Linked DNA regions of Zea mays: regions 2 and 3 are each linked to region 1. The links are chromatin contacts, called in public Hi-C maps. All regions are on one chromosome and are shown on one strand. The core of a region is the stretch at or near the end of the contact, and the rest is flanking DNA. Distances in the headings are between cores, read along the strand shown.

Evidence for each region. Hi-C and Micro-C count contacts between places; a contact is called where the count stands out from the background.
Region 2: a contact with region 1 is called in a Hi-C map of tassel, with 2.8 times the contacts expected there. The contact joins the enhancer-like site here to the promoter of LOC100191398 in region 1. A contact is called at or near these places in 6 of 25 Hi-C or Micro-C datasets (bundle sheath, ear, endosperm and 2 more).
Region 3: a Hi-C map of tassel shows a contact between it and region 1, with 3 times the contacts expected there. The contact joins the promoter of LOC100383184 here to the promoter of LOC100191398 in region 1. A contact is called at or near these places in 4 of 25 Hi-C or Micro-C datasets (ear, endosperm, leaf and 1 more).

Annotation. Positions count from the first base shown.
Region 1 is chr7:46,666,736-46,669,704 of Zm-B73-REFERENCE-NAM-5.0, forward strand. LOC100191398 (high-affinity potassium transporter) reads right to left here and starts at 1,709. Exons shown (of 10, transcript NM_001358446.1): 1 at 1,271-1,709; 2 at 720-869; 3 at 238-463. The coding sequence starts at 842.
Region 2 is chr7:46,363,351-46,366,617 of Zm-B73-REFERENCE-NAM-5.0, forward strand. No RefSeq gene overlaps it. Among protein-coding and RNA genes, the nearest start is that of LOC103629103, 44 kb to the left of the region's middle. Within about 2 kb of position 1,506, at least 16 of the 20 cell types and tissues checked have an H3K27ac peak or open chromatin away from gene starts, as enhancers often do. A contact at or near this core is called in bundle sheath, ear, leaf and 1 more, where this site is marked.
Region 3 is chr7:47,003,311-47,006,429 of Zm-B73-REFERENCE-NAM-5.0, forward strand. It overlaps LOC100383184, which reads left to right and starts at 1,445. Exons shown (of 9, transcript NM_001353407.1): 1 at 1,445-1,590; 2 at 2,652-2,765; 3 at 2,860-3,119. The coding sequence starts at 1,546. It also overlaps the pseudogene LOC103633855.

The sequences.
Region 1 (2,969 bases), core at 459-2,958:
TTATTGGTGCTCCGGCGACGCAAAACGCCTCAATGACTTAAAAACGTGGATCCTAACTATATAGCACAAAGCATCTTTGTATTGCAATCTCAAAATGATTGTAGAACACAGTCTCAAAAAATGACTATAGAACACAATATAGTTTGGTTTTACTGCATCCTCTCAACAAACTAGAAAAATCATATTCTTTCATAACTGAAGGCAGAAATTTCAAAGAAGCAAGAACGCAAGACATACCTTGGCCATTATCATTTGCCCTCAAGACAATGAACACGTACTTAACAAGTGGAATCAGGGTAAGGGAGTAAATAACAAGCGAGAGTGCTCCAATAATTTGTTCCGTGTCTTCAATTTCATGAGGGAAAATGTTGGAGAAGACATATAAAGGTGATGTGCCTAAATCCCCAAACACCACACCAAGGCTTTGGAAAGCAAGTTGTAACAGCACAAGTGTAGGGTAGGACTGCAAATGCAAAAGGGGCAATAAGAAGAGGGCAAAACTACTGACCACTCATTACACAGACACTAATAATCCACTAGCATATAACCCGTGCTAACGCTACGATCCCGGGGAGGGGCCGACGCGGCGGCGACGCGAGTGAGGGGAGGAGGCGGGGGCGTTAGGGTCGCGAGGGGAGACTGGGGGTGGCGGGGAGGAGGGGGGAGAGATGAGGGATGATCCAAATATTTTAGAATAGAAGTTGTGAAATGAAAAGGACCTTTTCCCTGTACATATTTCTCAATCTGCCGGCCTCTGCATCCATGGGCTGATCGAGATTCCTTTCCAACTCCCACATCGCCCCCCTATCAGTCTGTTCATTTGTTGTGCTAGTAGTCTCCATGGGTTCAAACTAGCACGGCCTTGCAGCCTGCAGGCATCAAAAACATATCAGTCTATTAGATGGTGATAACAATCTTGAGCAGCAACAGAAGGGATAAGATGGCAATCTGTTTCGGTATCAAACTTCCATTAGCTTGTGAGGTAACAACCAGAATTCAGGATATCTGAGATTAACACATAGTTGTTCTAACGACAAACATCCACAGCAGATGAACATAAAGCCATCCAAAGAACAAAGTTGATTTCCACTACTTCCGGATGATGTGGGACAGTGCGGCGGGAGGGGGAAAAAAGGTGATCAAATAAAACAAGCATGCATAATTTCAGGTTCTCATGACAAACAAAATAGAAAGGAAACAGGGAATGATCAAATTCTGGTTCCATTTCCGCAGTATCTACCAACAATGGAAGAGAGAATCTGTTGCTGACCTTGCAAACTGAGAACAAAGCCCCAATGAATGCCCGGATTCCAGACTCAAGAGCACGCCAAGATCAAAACTTGAGCAGATTCGCGCGCTCCAAGCATCAGTGCAGGCAGCCGGCGACGAATCCCCGACCCTCCGAAAGCATTCCAAGGATTTGTTTTTTGCTATGGCGTCGTCGACCTCCTCCTATTCACAGCCGCGGGGAGATTCGACCAGGAAGAAGAGACGCCGCTGCCCTCCGGGTGCACGGAGGGGAGGAGGAGCGGACCCTCGCACACGGACCACACGCGGAGAGGCGCTGCCTAGCCTTGCCCTGCCTGCCGACCCCACGGCGAAGAGGATGGGGACTGATGCGATCGGTTTTTCTAGGAGAAATAATTGGCAAATCTCTTGTCGGATTGCAGAGCTGGTGGAGTGGACGGGGATTTGGTTGCATCTCGTTGCGATCCGTTTGCACTCAATAATAGAGGAGCATCAGCAATAATCTAATGCTAATGACAGGTGCACTCAAAAGTCAAATCAAATAATAAACAAGTTTATTAATCACTGATGTGATGCTGGTATCGGTTGGCGTGGCGTCAGGCTAAACATGGCAGAAGGAGCTTCTGTCATGTGAATGAATACATATAAAACTCCAGATGCATGTGCTATGATTAGCAATAAACAAGAATTAGCTGGAGTGACTGTAATTAGGTGTGCGCTGCAGCATGGCTAGTATATTTCAAGCTGAGCTATGCGAAAACGTCGGTTGTTGCGTACCAAACACTAAAACTAGAATTTTTATGGACTTCTCGTATACTATATAAAAATTAAACAATTTTCATTTGTCACGATCTAACCTTTATAAATAAATTAATTCTTATTGATTGTTCGACAAAAATTAGCTACTTTACTTTGCCCCGTGGCCTAAACGCGTGCCTTTGGGCGTGTTCGGCTGGCTACAAGCCGACACTGTTGCAGCTGTTTGGATTGCTGCAGCTGCAATCCATAGAGAGAAAAATACTGTAGAAGCCGCAGCCGCAGCCGGATTGCAGCCGCAGCAAGCCGCAGCGAACAAGCTGTTTACTTCTCATCTCCCTCTGCTCACTCTAGCGCCCGAGCCTCCCCCGCCGGTGACGTCATGCCATGTTGACGTCTAGCTCGGCGTCACATGTTATGGTGTTGAGCTTGCAAATAATACAATAACTAGTCGGTTGCCTGTGCATTGCGACGGCTTACAACAATATCCACGTAAACTATCCATCAAAAAAATTTCAAGAATTTTTATTGATTGTCTCCGCTCTCTGTATAATATATTTTTTGATTTGGCTAACTGATATTATTGTTTACTCCATGCAAATATGTCTTGGTACAACACGACCAATGAATTTATCGATTAGAAGAGAGTTCACAACGATTGACTGAATGAATAGAGATTATAAAATGACATAATTCCATCATACAGAGACCAAATAAGAGAGTTTGTGAGATCAAGTTTATAAAATAAGTCCCATGAAGTCAAACTTATAAAAAAGATATATCAAAATATGGAGTGATTGCTAAAGTCAGGCATCAATAAAAACGGGATGCGCTCTATATAAATTACGCTACTTCGTAGCAATTACTAACGTTTAAAACCAACAAATAACCTTTCATTTTGTTGTTAGTGTGACAAATCATTGTTGCTCCATCCAATTCAGCAACCTCAAAAACCATGTAGTCCA
Region 2 (3,267 bases), core at 256-2,755, 300 kb before region 1:
TTCATAGCAATACAAACAAACATGGTTTAAGCAAAATTAACATCACACCAATCATGAGAACACATTGAATAATAATGATCTATGCATCGTAACGAGATCGCAGGTTTGGGAACCACTAAATTCGGACTAACGATTATAAAGTTATGATTTTATGAAGGTTTAAGTGTCTACTATAAAACAAATGAGGTACAAGATTTCAACCATAGGTTTCATAGTAATACAAGGTTACTAGATGATAAATAATATTAATATGAGACTAATGCAACAGGAAGGGATAAAAAAAGGAGTTAAAATAGATTATTTATGATTTAAACAAGTTTCTAGAAATATTTTCCTAGTAGAAAACATTTAAATAGTACTTAATTAATTCCTGGTATCCTATGGACTGTGGACACAAAAACCAGAGAGCTTGGGATTTAATTCGTAAATTCCAGGACCTCTGTGGAATGATCTTATCAACGTTCTGGACTGCGGGTTAGTTCAGCAAAAGTCCAGGGGCTCTTTTAGAAAATCGTCCAGCAAAAAGGGTATCGGCGAATTGGGACCGTTGGATCGAATTCAATGGCCCTGATACAATGGTTGAACAGGTATATGGAGATCGAGGGGCTGTTTGGTTTGTGGCTAAACGTGCCACACTTTGCCTAAGGTTAGTCGTTCGAATTGAAGAACTAACCTTAGGCAAAAAAGTGTGGCAAAGTGTGGCAAGTTAGTCATCAAACCAAACAGGCCCCGAATCTCCCCCATTCAGACAGAACCAGACGGTGTACATTTAGTTGGATGAAGAGGCTATACCCGATCTAATCTAATCCACACACTCCGGATCGGACGGACGAAGGACCTTCTTCCTCCCATTCGATCTTACCCAATGGCGACGGCATGCACCAGCGGCCGGTGTCGTCCGATGACCCACCATTCAACCCTCTCAAGCCCAATCATTTGCGCGGTCTAGTGCAGAACATGGTGGAGGTCTAGGCAGACCTAGAGGAGTACTTCTCACCTGCTATGGTGTAGTGGGGAATTCGGCCCACGATGAAGCATGGTACCGCGACGGTGCCGGGTCCAGCGACGAATTCCTGTTCCCCGATTGCCCCACCGTGTTTGAAAATGGTGGACCAGTGCTACTCGTGTCTTGGTAGTTCTCCTTGTCCATCTATTGCAGGTCGAGGCGCGGTGTGGACGGAACCCTGGCACGGCGGCGCACACACGTCACTCCGCTCACGGCGACGAGGTGGCAATGGCGGCCCCTGGGCCTTTTCTCCCATCCCCCGCCAGATCAGCGCTCGATGCATGCATGAGGGTTCGTGGCTTTATAGCCCGAGGTGGTAGGGTGGGGGGTTTCGGGCAGAGAGGGTCGACCCTGGGTGCATGGCGCGCACCCCGCCAGGATCCTCGGCGGCCACAACACAGCCATAACAGAATTGAGGTGGAAGAGGCATGCTGATGGAAGGGGCCCACAGATCGGTGACACCAGCGACGGCTACACACAGAGACTGGGGCGGACCAACGACGTCAGTGATAGGTGAACCCGTGGGCGCGGAGTGAGGCTGACATATGGGGTCCGCCCGTCGGCGCTCGGATTTGGCTGGCGCGCATGGGTTTCCTGGGCCGGGTCGGTGGAAAAAGGTTACTGGGCCTAGCCAAGTGAGGGATTTGACCCAGGTAGTGATAGATATTCTCTTTTTCCTTTCTTATTTCCTATTTCTATTTTGATTTTCCTTTCCAAATTTCAGTTTTCAAATTCTAGTTCAAGTTCAAATTTCATTCAGTGTTCAGATTTCAAGATTATAAAACTCAGCATGAACGCAAAGGTTTTATTTTAATTTATTTATTGTCTTGCTCATGCACATAAATGCTTCTAACTCTATATGTAATTCATTACTAATAGTTTTATCTAATAAACACTTTTACTCAATAAAGGATAATATATATATATATATATATATATTTGTTTACTTAAATTCAATTCTAGTTTTAGAATTCAAAATCTAAATTTCCCATTAGTTTGTCTTAGGAGAATAATCTAAAAGGTGAGGAAATCCTTATTAAGGTCTCTTTTAGATTTTAAATCTTTAGAGGATTTTCTTAAATGCCAAAATAGGATTTTTTTTAGGGTGTTACACGATATAGGGACTGAGGTTCTTGGGTCGATCATGTTGCGATAGCTTTTTGGATGATGGATTCCTATATCAGCCCCCTTCTCGTAGAAACCGTAGCGGGTTTCCTAAAGCTAGTGGAACTTTATAAAGGCCTCGTAGTGGATCCCTAGCCATTCACCTCGAGAGTGTATAAGGGCCTTGCAAACCATGACTTGATGGGATATACAACTTGTGCGTAAAGGGTACAACCTCTGTAGAGTGTAAAACTGGTATATCAACTATGCTTACGGTCAAGAGAGACTCAGAACTCTCGCATGATTAATTTATGGAACTAAACTTAACCTGTCATTTATTGCATTGCATTGTGTGAATTATTAATTGTGGTCTCTTATTTCATTGGAATGGTATTTACTTACACTTACTAACTGCTAATAAAATTTTGACCAAATTATTAAAAGCAATGCTCAGTCTTAACCATTCTTCTTAGTAAGCCTTACACTTCACATGAGCCCCACCGTAAGTTAGCTCATGCACATTATTCCCCGAACTTGCTGAGCGATAAACATATGTGAGATCACCCTTGATATAATCACACTTGTTCAATAACAGGTATCGCAAGATGATGTGCAAGAAGGATGCTACGATGAGTTCGAAGAGGTCTAGGCTATCGTCTCCCAGTCAACTATAGTTGAGGAGGATCGTTGTCATCGTATGATGTATTTTACTTAGCTATTTTTGTACATAATCCTATTATATAACAAAGATGTGACATTGATTTTTGTACCATGAGTCATCATATGTGTTAGACTTGATTCTAGCACACATTTGAGACGTGCCTGGATTTGTCCTTAAATCCGGGTGTGATAGTGTTTGTTCCCCCTCTCATACTTGGCCCCTGGGTTGTTTGGGGCATCCTTTTGCTCTCTCTGATCAATGAATCACAGCTCTCATGCGCTTTCCAAAAAATGATCAGGGAGATAGACTTGGTGTGATGGAGCCCGCTTCTGAGCTTCATACATCAATTTATAAACCAGACTACTTTCTCACCATGCTCCAGGATGTGCTGCAGGTAGTGGGCATCAACATTCGTCCAATCTACATCAGGCAGCAGATCATCGAGCCCCCTCGGTACAACTACTACATCACTCGGATGGGAGATGATAGATCCGAC
Region 3 (3,119 bases), core at 195-2,694, 340 kb after region 1:
TCCTCCAGCTCCTGGTCGTGATGGTGGTGGTTGCTCCATTCTTGGAGGAATTGGGTCCACCATTGCTCAAGGTAGTTTTCTAAGCTTGTTCTTTTTTGAATTACTTCAGCAACAAACATTATCATAATCCTTGAATTGATTTGAATGAACACATTGTTTTAGGTATGGAATTTGGTACGGGTAGTGCCATGGCACACAGGGTTGTTAATGGTGTAATGCGTCCCTAGACTGTTCAGCATGAGATTGTTGTCTCAGAAGCTGCTGCCCCTGCTGCTCCAGTGATGGACGGTGATGCTTGCAACATCCATTCTAATGCTTTCCAAGATGTATGGCAAGCTTTATGCTGCCTTGTTTTTCCTCAATTTGATGCATGAAACATTTGGTTACTCACTTCTATGATGTAGTAGTGAAGTTTTATTGTGTCTTTTTTTCCTTTACTGAACCTGCAAATTACCTAATCATCAAACCTAGGCCCATCAATCAAGTTTTAATATTATGGGCACCGTACTGTTGGCTTTGTTGAGGTCATGTTAAGAATTGTTAACCTGCATTTTGTATACTCATTCGATGATGTGTGCTCACCGTTTTTATTGGTTGATGCAGTGTCTCAACGACTATGGCAGTGAGATCAGCAAGTGCCAGTTCTACCTTGACATGTTGAACGAGTGCCGCCGTGGTGGTGTCTGCCTGAGCTTTTCCTCCAATTGGGATTATTCATGGCAGTGAGATTAGCTTTATTTATTTATATTAATACCTTATATTGTTTTTTATTTGGGGATGAAGTGAGCAGGAGTTTTGTAATGTGGGTGATGATGCTTGTCTTATTCTGTGGGATGCTCGAACTGGCATTGCCCCACCTGTTAAGGTGATAGTTCTCTTGTTCTATATCTAATTGGATAAACTATGTTTTGACCAAAATTGAGTCCATGAATGCAATATGACTTCTTTTGTAATAATATAACTTCACTCAAAGAGGTGATGGGCTGTTGGTTTTTAATGAGACCATTGCAATCACATGGAGCTATTTATTTTGTCAAATTGACCTGAGATACTTTACTTGTGTTGATTGGAATCCCCTTGATTTTAACTATATCTTAATTAAGTATGATGGTATTAAGGTTCAATTCGACATAATTGTTGAAACAAATTCGATCTCTATCAGTTCCTTATACGTTCAAGTAATGAATCTTTCAATTGATTAAAATAACAAAAATTATGTATGGTTAAGATCACAAATGGATTACAAAACATTTTCTCATAACGCTATAACACACATTTATACATAAGTTATCGTGTTATTAAATGTTTCCGTTGCAACGCACGAGCATTCACCTAGTAATAATAATAATAATAATAATTAATGCTGCTTCTGAACTACCGCAGCTAGCGGGTACCAACCCGGCGGCGCTGGAAAGGAAAGCCTGCCGTCCTGTCCTCTGTCTCCTTTTGCTGCCGCCTGCCGGCCTGGAGGAAGGGAGGGAGGGAGGTGTTCATCTGCGCGGCGGCTTCGGTGTCTGGAGGGGCTCCGAGGGGAGGCGGGGAGCCATGGCGCGGAAGCACGGCTGGCAGCTCCCAGCCCACACCCTGCAGGTGCACTCACTGATGCTTCCTCTTCGCCCCACCTCTTCTCCAGTTTCTGGATCGCTGCTCTGCTTCGGTGTAATCAGCGCAGACATGTTTAGTAACTGGCAGAATCCGCTGTAGAATTCCGTCCCCGCGCCGTCGTGGCGCGAGAAATTCGAAGTCCTCCGTGCTTATTTTGAAGATCTGCTGAGAGGCCTCGGGCTAGTAGTTGGGCTTTTTTGAATCTATTTTTCAATGTGGCTCCTTAGTCGAAAGAAATGACTGATGTAAATACTTCGCGAATTGGGTTGGTATGCGATTCTTGCAGTGTGGCGGCGATTCGTGCAAATTGTACTAAAACTGTCGTGATGTCGGGATTTTCAATTCTATGGTAGCTCACCACTGCCCACTGGGACTATTTTCTTTCTCTATCTAACAACAGAACATGATCATATGTCTTGATGCACAATGGCTTTTCATCTGCTAACTTGTCCATGAAACGCACACAGAAAATGTAACCTCTTCTCTAACTTCACCACTACTCCACTAGGCAGCTCCACTGGTACTATAGATTAACACCGAGAATAGTGTGAAATGCCCTTGCACAATTATAAATTTAACGATGAACAGACAACAGAGTATGACTTCTAATTCAAAGAAATGACTGTTGTTCATGTGACAAATGTTATATTTGTTTACAGTTTTCTTGTATCTTCTGCCTGTACATAAAATCATCTGGGCTTCATGCTCTCCATGGGAAGTTTACTATGAAGTTAAATTTGTGTGATTCTAATTTACCTGTGATTTCCCCAGACCCCACTCATGTTGGAGCCTCTGGCATTGGGTCTGCCCTTTTTTTATGATGTTCTCTACATAGTGCCTAGATGATCAGATATGCATACTTACTTTTAATTCCTTGTTATCTGTGGAATTGAAAATTACACCCATGTGTGATAGATGTTGTGTTTTTTTGCAACGTACTTTTCTGGTTCATAGTCCATACTCTGGCTTAAATAGCTCCAAACTAGTTGAAATGAAACATTTGATTTGGAAAGATTGGCAACTAACTCATCATCTCATTTTGACAGATCGTTGCAATTACAGTTTTCTTCCTTCTGCTGGTTGCGTTTTATGTCTTCTTTGCTCCGTTTTTGGGAAAGCAAGTACTCGAGTATATTGCCATTGGCGTTTATACTCCTGTGGTAAGTTCCCTCACATTAAAATTTTCTCCAATTTCCATCTTATTAAAAAAAATCTGCTAACATGAGTTGTTTCTCCTCCCTACATTACATTCAGGCACTTGCAGTTTTCATCCTTTATATTCGATGCACAAGTATAAACCCTGCGGATCCTGGGATCATGTCAAAGTTTGAGGATGGCCTTATTAAGATACCAACCAATGGCTCTGGAATAGAAGGCATGAATTTGCCCCAGAAAGCAAACAATGCTACAGGAACAAACTCCCCAACGTCTACTTGCAGAAGTTCTTTAGATGGACATTCTAATCAAAGAGGTTCATCCATAGGGGAGGCAAACATGAATCTAGGATCACAATT